2 separate regions of the Anser cygnoides genome follow, and region 1 is linked to region 2. A link is a contact called in public Hi-C data. All regions are on one chromosome and are shown on one strand. The core of a region is the stretch at or near the end of the contact, and the rest is flanking DNA. Distances in the headings are between cores, read along the strand shown.

Evidence for each region. Hi-C and Micro-C count contacts between places; a contact is called where the count stands out from the background.
Region 1: a contact with region 2 is called in a Hi-C map of liver, with 2.9 times the contacts expected there. The contact joins the enhancer-like site here to the promoter of EGLN1 in region 2. A contact is called at or near these places in 3 of 7 Hi-C or Micro-C datasets (granulosa cells and liver).

Annotation. Positions count from the first base shown.
Region 1 is chr3:44,038,046-44,042,935 of Taihu_goose_T2T_genome, forward strand. No RefSeq gene overlaps it. Among named protein-coding and RNA genes, the nearest start is that of SPRTN, 16 kb to the right of the region's middle. Within about 2 kb of position 2,921, at least 1 of the 3 cell types and tissues checked has open chromatin away from gene starts, as enhancers often do. A contact at or near this core is called in liver, where this site is marked.
Region 2 is chr3:44,001,436-44,006,792 of Taihu_goose_T2T_genome, forward strand. EGLN1 (egl-9 family hypoxia inducible factor 1) reads left to right here and starts at 2,151. Exons shown (of 7, transcript XM_048047260.2): 1 at 2,151-2,374; 2 at 2,377-2,633; 3 at 2,636-3,238. The coding sequence starts at 2,305.

The sequences.
Region 1 (4,890 bases), core at 1,671-4,170, 37 kb after region 2:
TTCAGATAGGCTTTAGTAAGGTTTAATGGGAGCTCTTCAGTTTTACGTGGCTCCTAGGGAATAGTGAGCCCTCTGAAGATGGCCGGAGAGCAGTAGGGTCGACAGAAGGCAGCCTATACAAGATGCCACACCATTTTCCTACAGTTTTCAATTGAGTCTTAAAGGGCTATCCAGTAATCAAGGAAGCATCTGAGTGGAGCCGTTGCTCCAGCTCCTGTGAAGCACTCCTACGTGCCCTTGTTTGTCCTTGCAGGCCCAGGAAGAGTTGCCTGGATCTCTGGCTGAGTCTGCCAGCCGTAGTGCACCTTCTGGCACACCTATCGATACCTGCTGGGCTCAGCTATGCTCTAAGGTGGTGGCTTTTGTCAGCGTGCTAGGCTCACACCTAAGTGCAGCAGCACTCAGCTGGTCCAGTGTGGATTGAGGCTTTTCCATGCTTCAGTGACATATAGCTTAGGTTCTCTTGAAATACTCTCTTCCCCGTCTTCCTTTTCTGTTGAACAAGTTACAAGTCTAATAGCACTCACAACCATCTTGTGCAGACGCGATTTTTAATTATCACATCGTTGCGCACAGTATGCAGGGGGATCAGTTTGCATTGCAAAGTCGAACGCCGCACCAGGGAACGATGAAGTAAGTCTTTTGGCTGTTGCTCTAAAGAAAACCACTTGCAAATCTGACAGGAAGCTAGCTGACAGCCCGAGCACGGGAGGCAAGTATCTTATGTAAAACATCTGGCTGTGCTGGCCACTCTAAGGTCAGGAGTGGAAAGACCACATCTCTAAGTCATGCTGATAAGTATAATCAGCCTGGAAAGTACCGCTTTTGTGCCTGCTGAATCCTTTGAAGAAGAGGGGAGATTGCTAAATGACAAAAGCAAACTCAATCTGAAAAATCCGGAAGTCTAGCGCATGTACTTTGCCTGTAGGCTTGCAGATAGCTGCATGGACTTGCAAATGCGTAGTGGGAATTTATGAGTACTCAGCAGCAAAGACTTTGAAGACATTCATGGGACTTGCTTGGATTTGGATCTCATCTGCATTTTTGGGAGGTGGGTATGGATCTGCAGAAACCTTGGGGCTCTGACAATCGGCTTTCATATAAAATAACAATTTAGCCTTTTTGGGGGGAATGTGAAGTAAATGTGAACGATTGCTGCAAATGCACTGAAGCTTGTTTGAGCTATTACACTGCTGCAGGAGCTCTGCGAGGTGCCTGCTGCATCAGAGTTGCCTGACCCTGCCAGGTGGGAGCGGACAGCAGCTGAGAGAAGTGGGTTCGAGGTCCTCTGCCCTACCAGACAAAACGAGTTCCAGAGAATTTGCTCTGTTGACTTTTGCAACCACTTACTCCGTTCCATTGAGCTTTTCCACATAGCTTTGAAGATGACTGAGTGTAAGCACATTTATCCATTTCCTAAAAAAAGACAAGAAAGAAAAAAAAAAGGCCATAGCTCCCCCCCCGCATAGAAGTGGAAGTAAAAAAGTGGAAGGAGCACATGAGATGTAAATCACCAACCCACTGGGGATAAACTGAAGTCCTTAGCATGACAGGGAGGAAGGAAGAGTTTAATAGAAATAGTAAAGTAGGACAGGAAGAGAATGATGCCTGAGCCCAAAATAAAAGGCACGTGGAGTGGGTGAGAGGAATATGGAATATAACCAAGCACAAATGTTATATTTGTACTGGTTATAGTTCATGCATTCTTTGGGAGAGATTATTATAACTATCTTGTGTACAACATGGCAATAAATGCTGGAAAAAGTGACCAGGTAGTTTAGCTTATAAGCCCCAATACCAGCATCTTCATGTGGCTGAAGGTTTGCAGGGCACGGCTCACACCTGGGAGCTGAGGGTTGTAAAATACACAGGTGGGCTGCTCTGGGGCAGTGCCCAAACTGGAACCCCATTTTTGTCTTCAAATTTGGTTGGACATGGGAAACAAAATTTCATCTCAGAATATTCCGTGTGAATTGGGGGGGCTGTCTGGGTGTTGGGGTGGTTTGTTAGGATGGAACCACTTCCTTGCCTATGCTCTTTTCAAGAGATGACGTGGTTCAGCTTTCTTTTTGCTTTTAAAAAGAAACTTAGCATTAACTGAAATGCAGAAATTTGATTCTTACTCACAAATGGAAAGCCTAATACCTGCATATTGAATTGGGTTGTGAGTTGGTATTTCACTGCCTAAAGAAAGCAAGGGTCAAACAAAGGTCCAAGGAGAAAAAAAAAAAAAGAGAAAAAAAATCAGAACTAGCATAAATCGTGTGTTATAAATATATCTTGCTTGCATTAGGACATGTAAGCAAGCTTTAAAAATAATAAAGTTTTAAAAGTAATAAGGATTACATTGTAGTAGATGACATGTTGAAACATAAGGCTAAAAATGTAAGAAAACTAGAATTTGGGGCTTTGCTTAATTGCTGTTGCAATCCAGAGAAGGTTTTTCATACAGTGAGAATGGGAATGAATGCATTAAAAAAAAAAAAAAAAAGGACAAAAAAACCCACCTAGTTTTAGAACAAACTAAACATGACCAGCCCCAAACCTGACAAATACGATCTCAACTGTTGGTGACTGCAGTACCTTGAGTTCCTGGAGCTGAAAGATATTTCAGAACTGTTTTTATTTGAGCACTTGGCAGCATCTTTGGACATCAAGGAGTAACCATTTCTCCAAGGAAAATGTGGTTCTGGAAACCACTAACATTTGGTAAAGGGACGCAAGGCCACGTGTAATAACTGGATTTGTTTTCTGAGATGAGAACCCAGCTGACACTGCTCCTTTCAGCAAAGATGGTGTGCCAACAGAAAAACGCAAAAGTTCCAGCTGCTGGAGTGGGCATATTTATTTTCCCTTCACTTCCCCTTCCCCAGCCGCAACCTAATAATGGGTGCATGTTCTGCACAGTCATATTTTAAAGAACAAGCAAGAACTGTAGTAGTAGCTTAACTCTCTTTGGACCTAAAGTTTTGTTCTATGTAGAACTCTAAAGGGAAGTAGGTAACACTTCTAAACTTCTTAGGTTAGCTTTTTTTCCTCATGTGCACTATGAGAATATATATTTTTTTCTTTTTAAAGCTTAATTTAAAATAGCACAAGTAGAAAGCAACTTTACATAGCTAGAGCCACAATTTTGTATGAAATAATCTGTAAGGGAACGTATTTACAGTAAAAATTAGGCTTCTACAGAACCAGGAGAGCACATAGAGTTCATTTTTTTTCTGCCTTTTTTTTTTTTTTTTTTTTTTGCGTGATCATTTTCACTTATGACTCAGCAAACCTGCCCGCATTAGCTGTTATCTGTAGGGCACGTAGCAGGAATGCAGAAACACGTCGGGAACAGCGGAGCGAGCCAGGGCGAAGCAACAGCGAGCAGCTGGGTCCCCCTAGTGCTGCCACCGGCAAGAGGGGGCCCGCGCTGCTTTAGCTTGCAGCAGCCACAGGGGGGGCATTTGGGCTGGGAGGCTTTTGTCGATGCAAACTCTTCTTTAGGTCCTTGTGAGGCTGCTTCACCTTGATGTCACCTGCAACCTTACATCCACTGGGGCTGGGAATGAAGGAGCTGGGAGCAGAGGAGGCACCTCCAGTGCTAATAGGAAGCTTGAAAGTTTGTTCCAGCATCCTTGGGCAAGAGTGTATGGAGAACAGCAGCTCTGCCCAGCGTGCCCCGTGCCATTCCTGCCAATGCACCTGCCTGGGGGGCCCTGCACGCTTTTGCATCCTCGCCTTTGTCCAACGAGAGCCCTGGTTTCCAGGCGGCGCTGAGTCCTGAAGCATTGTCCCAAGCACTTTCAGCTGATCTCCAGGAGTTTCTACTCTACTTTCATGTGGGCAGTGGATTAAATCATAAAATACTTGGCTGAGGGAAATATTTGGGGTTGCTGGGCGATTCCAGGAGGTCAAGTGGTAGCTAAGCCCTTGAACGAGGAGAGAAAAAAAAAATGCCTACAGAAGAGCCTGTGCCAAGTCCCAGCCAGGAGTGTTGCCCCCGGCTGCTGCTGCGAGCCCCACGTCCCTGCTGTTGGACACCCAGGAGCCATTTCACATGAAGTTTGGGTAGGGACCGACTCCAGGAGACTGGAAACTGGTGCAGGATCCACAAACAGAGCATCTAGCTGTAAATCTCCTGAAAATGACAACACTTCAACACAAAAATAAGTGCCTGTGCGCACATGTCCCAGCATGGGCTGGGATCAACAAATCATACAACCCAGTGCTGGGGATGCTTGCTCAACAGCAGAGATTTCTGCTGCCCCTGCCCTTTCTGAAGAAGTTAAGGCCCATTTCTCTAGGTATCTGCTCCAGGGTGGGCACAGACTGCCCACAACCCTACAAGTGGTTCAGCACATGCACTGCTAGCGGTACAAAGCCTTACATTTAGTCTGGGAGAGCTCAGCTACAGGAGAGTCCTGAGGGAATTCAACATTTCTAGAGCATGTAAAGGAATTGGGAGGAAGCCTGGATTAAGGCAATTTTATGCATCCTGCTCCAACCTCAGGTGTCCTCGTTTTTTCTGGAGAATGCTGGCATCCAAAATGCCTTGCAAAAAGCTCCAAAGCCATTACTTACCACTAAGGACATGTGTCTGCTTTGACAAAACTGCATTTCAAGAAGCAAGTGCCTGCACAAATGTTAGCAGTAAAACCTCTTGGGTGGTGTCCCCTTAACTCTGTGAAATTGCCAGGGAAATGTTGCCAGATAGCTTGAATAGTCTTTTGGGGTTTTGCAGTGCCTGAAATCCCTCCCACTTCCTGCCATCAGATGCTTTTCCTGCCTCCTAAGTCTCTTACAGGTACATTCCAAGTTGGTTACATCTAAGCTTTAATTCGCATCATCTGAAGCACTGATAATCCTGGCTCCCCCTTCACGGCTTATTGAAGAAGCAACAAT
Region 2 (5,357 bases), core at 901-3,400:
CAGACACCATATTCGTGCCTTGGTCCTTATTTGTTTCATGGTTGGACTACTGAGTTCTGAGCCTGTGACTTTCATCTCCATTATGTTTGCCGAAGGAGTACACAACAAATGCAAAAGGTCTTTAACTCTTCGGTTTCCCCCTGGCATTGTTTGCATTTCTGAAGTTTTTGAAAATAACAGGCTCGACTCTTTTCTCGTTTAGCCTGGTTTAACAATGCTCTAAGTCCAAAGAATTTAGCTGTATTAATCTCAGCTTAAAGCACGCTAGAGGAATGCCTAGTATTTCTGACGTACCTCATATTGCTATAGTCAAAGAACAACTCCCATTAAGCCTAGATTAAAAATCTGTCCCCTTTATGCTCTGGACTTAAAACATCTTTTTAAACCATTTCCTTCTGCCTCTACCATTATACTTTCCTTCCTTTAAGAGCCATGAACAAAGAAATTACTAACCTGTGACTCTGTTTTCAGTTCCCAGCTTTTCCAGTTCTTTCAGCTCTTCATTTAAAAAAAAAAAAAAAAATCAGCCTTGGCACTTGCTGATCACATTCAGGAGATTTCATGGACATGACATGACCTTGTCCTCTCAGTCCCTCCTTTTGCCTTCCTCATAATTCACCCTGTTTTTCCTTCCCTTTTTCTGTGTATGTACCACAGGCATTTGTAGCCTTGGCACACTTTGTTTCTCCTTTGACATCCTTCACATAGCACATGCAGTGCCTAACATTCCTCTAAGTCCTACTAATATGTCAGTTAATTTTAAATCTAGTTCTCTATAGACAGATGGGGAGAATGATCCATTTCGATAGCATTAGTGTAGCCATCTTACTAGACTATATTACAGTCTTAGGCCTCACAACAGCCTGTGAGGAGTGAAAGTGTTGGTATTTCTGTTCTGGAGGTGAAGAAAAACTGAATTGTCCAAAATCACATCAAAGCCTGTGGCAACATAGAGGTAGAAAGCCCAAGCTACTCATCTTGGGTTACCAACCGGAGGACTAATTTCACCTTTCTCCCTCCAAATCTAGATATTGACTCATTTCTTTGACACGTTTTGGATTTTAGGATGGATTTCTGACCAGAAAGGCGGTGCGTACCAGCTGAGGGCTGCTGCCTCTCACCAGCCAGCCCAGCCCAGGCAAACCCACGGAAGGAACAATTCTGGCCTGCTCGCGAGCTGGCTCTCGGAGGGGTGGCCACGGGAACCCCGGCTGCCCAGGAGGAATCGTTGTGGGAGACTGTGAGGTGCTGGGTAAAACACTGTCACCCCGGGCTGGGCAGGAAATTACAGAATATGCTGCATTTACTTGATGCCTACTACCAACTACGGTTCAGCTGGATCGATCAGAGCCTGTATGTCATCTTAGAGGTCCTTTCGTGGCTTCTGATAACTGATGTGACTGCATTAAGACCTTCCATTTGGTGGCTTCTGCACTCGCCATTCTCCCCATTCACCCTCTGGAGGTTCCCGGCTGCTCTGCCAAACCCATTTCCTTTTTCCCGTCAGGGGCTTTGTCGCGTTCATCGCGGCCCTAGCTCCTCACTCCCTGAGGCTTCAGCGGCCACATCGCCAGCTCCTTCTTCCTGCTCTCGGCGTTTATTTAAGCCGCCTGCCCCCGGCCTGGTCAGGTCGAACAGAAGTCACGTTATTTACCCGGCAGGGGTATTCCGGGGCACAGAGGAGCGACAAAACCCGCACCGTCCCCCGTCAGCCCGGCCCCGCTGCCCCTCCTCGGGGGGCCGCCCGGGGCACGGCCGAGCCGGGCGCCCCCCGGAGCGGCTCGGGGCGGCCTACGCGGCCCTGCCCGGCCCGGCGCGGCTCGGCTCGGCTCCGCCCGCCCGGTCGCTGCGGCCCCGCCCGCCTGACGCGCCGGCGGCGCTGTGGGGCTGGAAGTGGCGTACGTGCGGAGCGGGCCGCGAGTGTGGCGCCTCCTCCTCGCCCCGACACAGCGGCGGAGGCGCGGCGGGCGGAGGAGGAGGCGGCGGCGGCGGCGGCCGCAGCGGGCAGCGAGCGGGCGGCGGGCAGCGAGCGGCGCCCCCCGCACCGCACCGCGGCACCCGCCCGGCCGGCGATGAGGCGGCGCTAGCGGCGATCGCGGCGCACGGGAGGGAGGAGGAGGAGGAGGAGGCAGGGCGCCGGGGGGCCCCCGCGGCAGCCCCGCGCCTCGGCCGCCCCGGAGGAGGCCGCGGGCCGGCGGGGGCCGCGGCGGCGCCGGGCGGCCATGATGCAGTGAGCGCTGCCTCCCAGCGCGGCCGGCCGGGGGCCCGCCTCCTTACATAACCCCTCGGCGGCCGAGCAGCGCCATGGCGAATGACAGCGGCGGCGGGGCCGGGCAGGGCGGCGGCGGTGGGAGCAGCAGCAGCGGGAGCAGCGGGGCAGCAGCAGCAGCAGCAGCAGCAGCGAGCGGGACCGGCAGTACTGCGAGCTGTGCGGGAAGATGGAGAACCTGCTGCGCTGCGGGCGCTGCCGCAGCTCCTTCTACTGCAGCAAGGAGCACCAGCGCCAGGACTGGAAGAAGCACAAGCTCATCTGCCGCGGCGGAGGCACGGCGGCGGCGGCGGCGGCCGCAGCAGGGGGCGCTGCCGAGGCCCGCGCAGGGCTCCCCCCGCCGCACCGAGCACACAGCGCCGGGGGGCGGCGGCGGCGGGGGGCGGCGGCCGCCCGGGGGGGGCGGTGGCGGCGGCCCCGGAGGCCCCCGGCGAGGCCGCCCCGCTGAGCCACAACCGCGTCGCCGCTGCCGCTGCTGCTGCCGCTGCCGGCGGCGGGGAGACGGAGGCGGCGGCCCCGTCGCCGGTGCCGTCCGGGGAGGCGGTGCTGCTGTACCGGGACAAGTCGAACCTGTACCCGGGCGGCGTGCAGGCGGGGCCCGGCGGGGCCGCGCTGCGCCCCAACGGGCAGACCAAGTCGCTGGTGCCGCAGCGGCTGGCGCTGGAGTACATCGTGCCCTGCATGAACAAGCACGGCATCTGCGTGGTGGACGACTTCCTGGGCAAGGAGCTGGGCGGGCTGGTGGCCCAGGAGGTGCGGGCCCTGCACCACACCGGCCGCTTCACCGACGGGCAGCTCGTCAGCCAGAAGAGCGACTCGTCCAAGGACATCCGCGGCGACAAGATCACCTGGGTGGAGGGCAAGGAGCCGGGCTGCCAGACCATCCGCCTGCTGATGAACAGCATGGACGATCTGATCCGCCACTGCAGCGGCAAGCTGGGCAACTACCGCATCAACGGCAGGACGAAAGTGAGTGGGGCGCGGGGGGGCCCGGGGGGCCCGCCGGGCCTTCCCCCTAAAACAGGGGGGTGTAAAAGGGAAAAAGAAAACAAAATCGAAAGCAGCGCACGCATTGGGTCCCGAACACGGGGTCCAGCCGGTGCTGGAGCTGGGCTGGGTTTCTGAAAGGTCTTAGCACGCTTTTCATTTCATTTTATTTTTTCCTGCCAAAATCTGATTTTTTTTTTCCTCTCTGTAGCAGTGTCTTGAGGCCGGAGAAGCCAGTCAAGCTCGCCCATTGTGTCAGGCTAATTTGCAATTCTCCCCGAGCCCTGAAAATGAAATTCACACCCCTTGGTAAAGGCCCAGCAATGAATATTCATCAGTAGCTTTTCACTTTTAAAGAAGGGCTGGGGGGGGGGGGGGGGGGGGGTAGCCCTGCACAGTTCGCTGCTACCCCCGGTGCAGTATAAGGGAGGCAGTGAGCTGCTGAGCACCATCGCAGCGCCGGGGCCGCCCGGCCACAGACAGGCTGTTGTTGCTGCAGCTGCGGGACCTCAGCTGCTGGGGAGCCTGGCAGGGAGGAGAGAAGGAACAGCCCTGGGTTTGTGTTGGGTGCGCTAAATCCCAGCTCCTCCGATACGGAAAAGTGGGTGGGAATTTCCTTTTTCTTGGTGTTTTTTGTTTGTTTTTTTTTTTTTGAAATGAGGTCTCGGTGTACCTCTGGTTGAACCGGTACCGTGCTATAACTCTCAGCAGGGACGTGGTCTGGATTTCCCCCATATCCCCATTAGGTTGGATTTTTTTTTAAGCCAACTTATCTTACAGACAGCTCTAAATCTCTTTAAGGCCCCGGCGCTTGAAACTTGCGCTCTAAAAATACCTGTGGCTTTACTGGGTTTCAGTTTTATGCAGGAAAGAGGAATACTGCTTGTGTTTCTATCTGCAGCGGTATGCTTCTGTAAGTGATACGTGCCAGGGCTTTAGAAAAGGACTTTTGGCATTGTAATGCCGGATCACGCGCGTGATTCCTGAGCTGCTGCATCTTGCCTTTCTAAGTGGTGACTGATACTTTTGCTAATTGTCAAAGAATGCCTGTGGATGGGGATGAGTCCCTTCGTACAGATAGCTCTACGTTTTTCTGGAGCAACGGTAAAGTATCAAAGGTTGTTTAGCGCTGCTTGGCTTTCGGTCACTGCTGAAATTCCCATGTATTTCAGGGATCAGAACAGGTGCAGTCCTTTGCTCAGTGGTACAGAAGTGCATCACTTTGTCTTCTCGTGTTCCCTTGATCTTCTCCCAGCAAAGTCGGAGCTTGTAGCATACTACTGGGTTTGTCAGTGTTGATTCATCAGGTCTGCAGGGACAACAGCAATGTGATAGCCTTCACCTTCTCTCCTTTTGCTGTACCTTCCCTCTGCCCTTGCTGTCACTGTACGTTCAGGCCAAGGGCTGTGGCAGGGGGCAGCAGTCTGTCAGCCCAAACTTCTTCCACGTGTCCCTTCAGAGCTCCTGGCCCTCTGTAGGGGGCTGGAGGAAGAGGAGTGAACGTGGAGACACCTGCGGGTTACCTGAAGTCATTTTTTGTCTTCGCTTCTTGCTCCTGCTTTTTCTGGATCTTGGTTTGATCGCATTCCTCCAGGAGTTGCAGCGTACGTGGGTGTTATTCTTAGCACTACAGAGGAGTATGCAGTGGAGATGCTGTAATAGCCACAACAGGTTACTCTGGACCTTTTCTGTTGGTGCACTTTGCGTGGTGAGCTGCTCAGTTCATTTAGTCAAGTACAGCCCTTTTCTAAATCTTTATGGGTATGTCGGATTTTGCCACTCACAGCAACATTTTTTTTAAAGGAATGCTCCACGTGTAATCTTCATTCTTACTGGTGTTACTTCAAGTGATAGGACCAAACCAGATAGAAACGTCGCACGCACCGAGTAAGCTCTACCTAATAATTTACTACTCCTGCAAGCATATGTTGCAATAACCCTGTAGTTCGCTTAGCTGGTGCGTGGAGAGCTTAGCGTACAGTTTCACTGAGGGCACTAAATAAGCCAGTTGGCAGTGTCACTGGTGAGACTGGTAATTCACGAGCACCCGAACCAGCAGAAGAAATCCAGCCCCTGGGGCCCCCCCGCTGTCTCCGAAGGT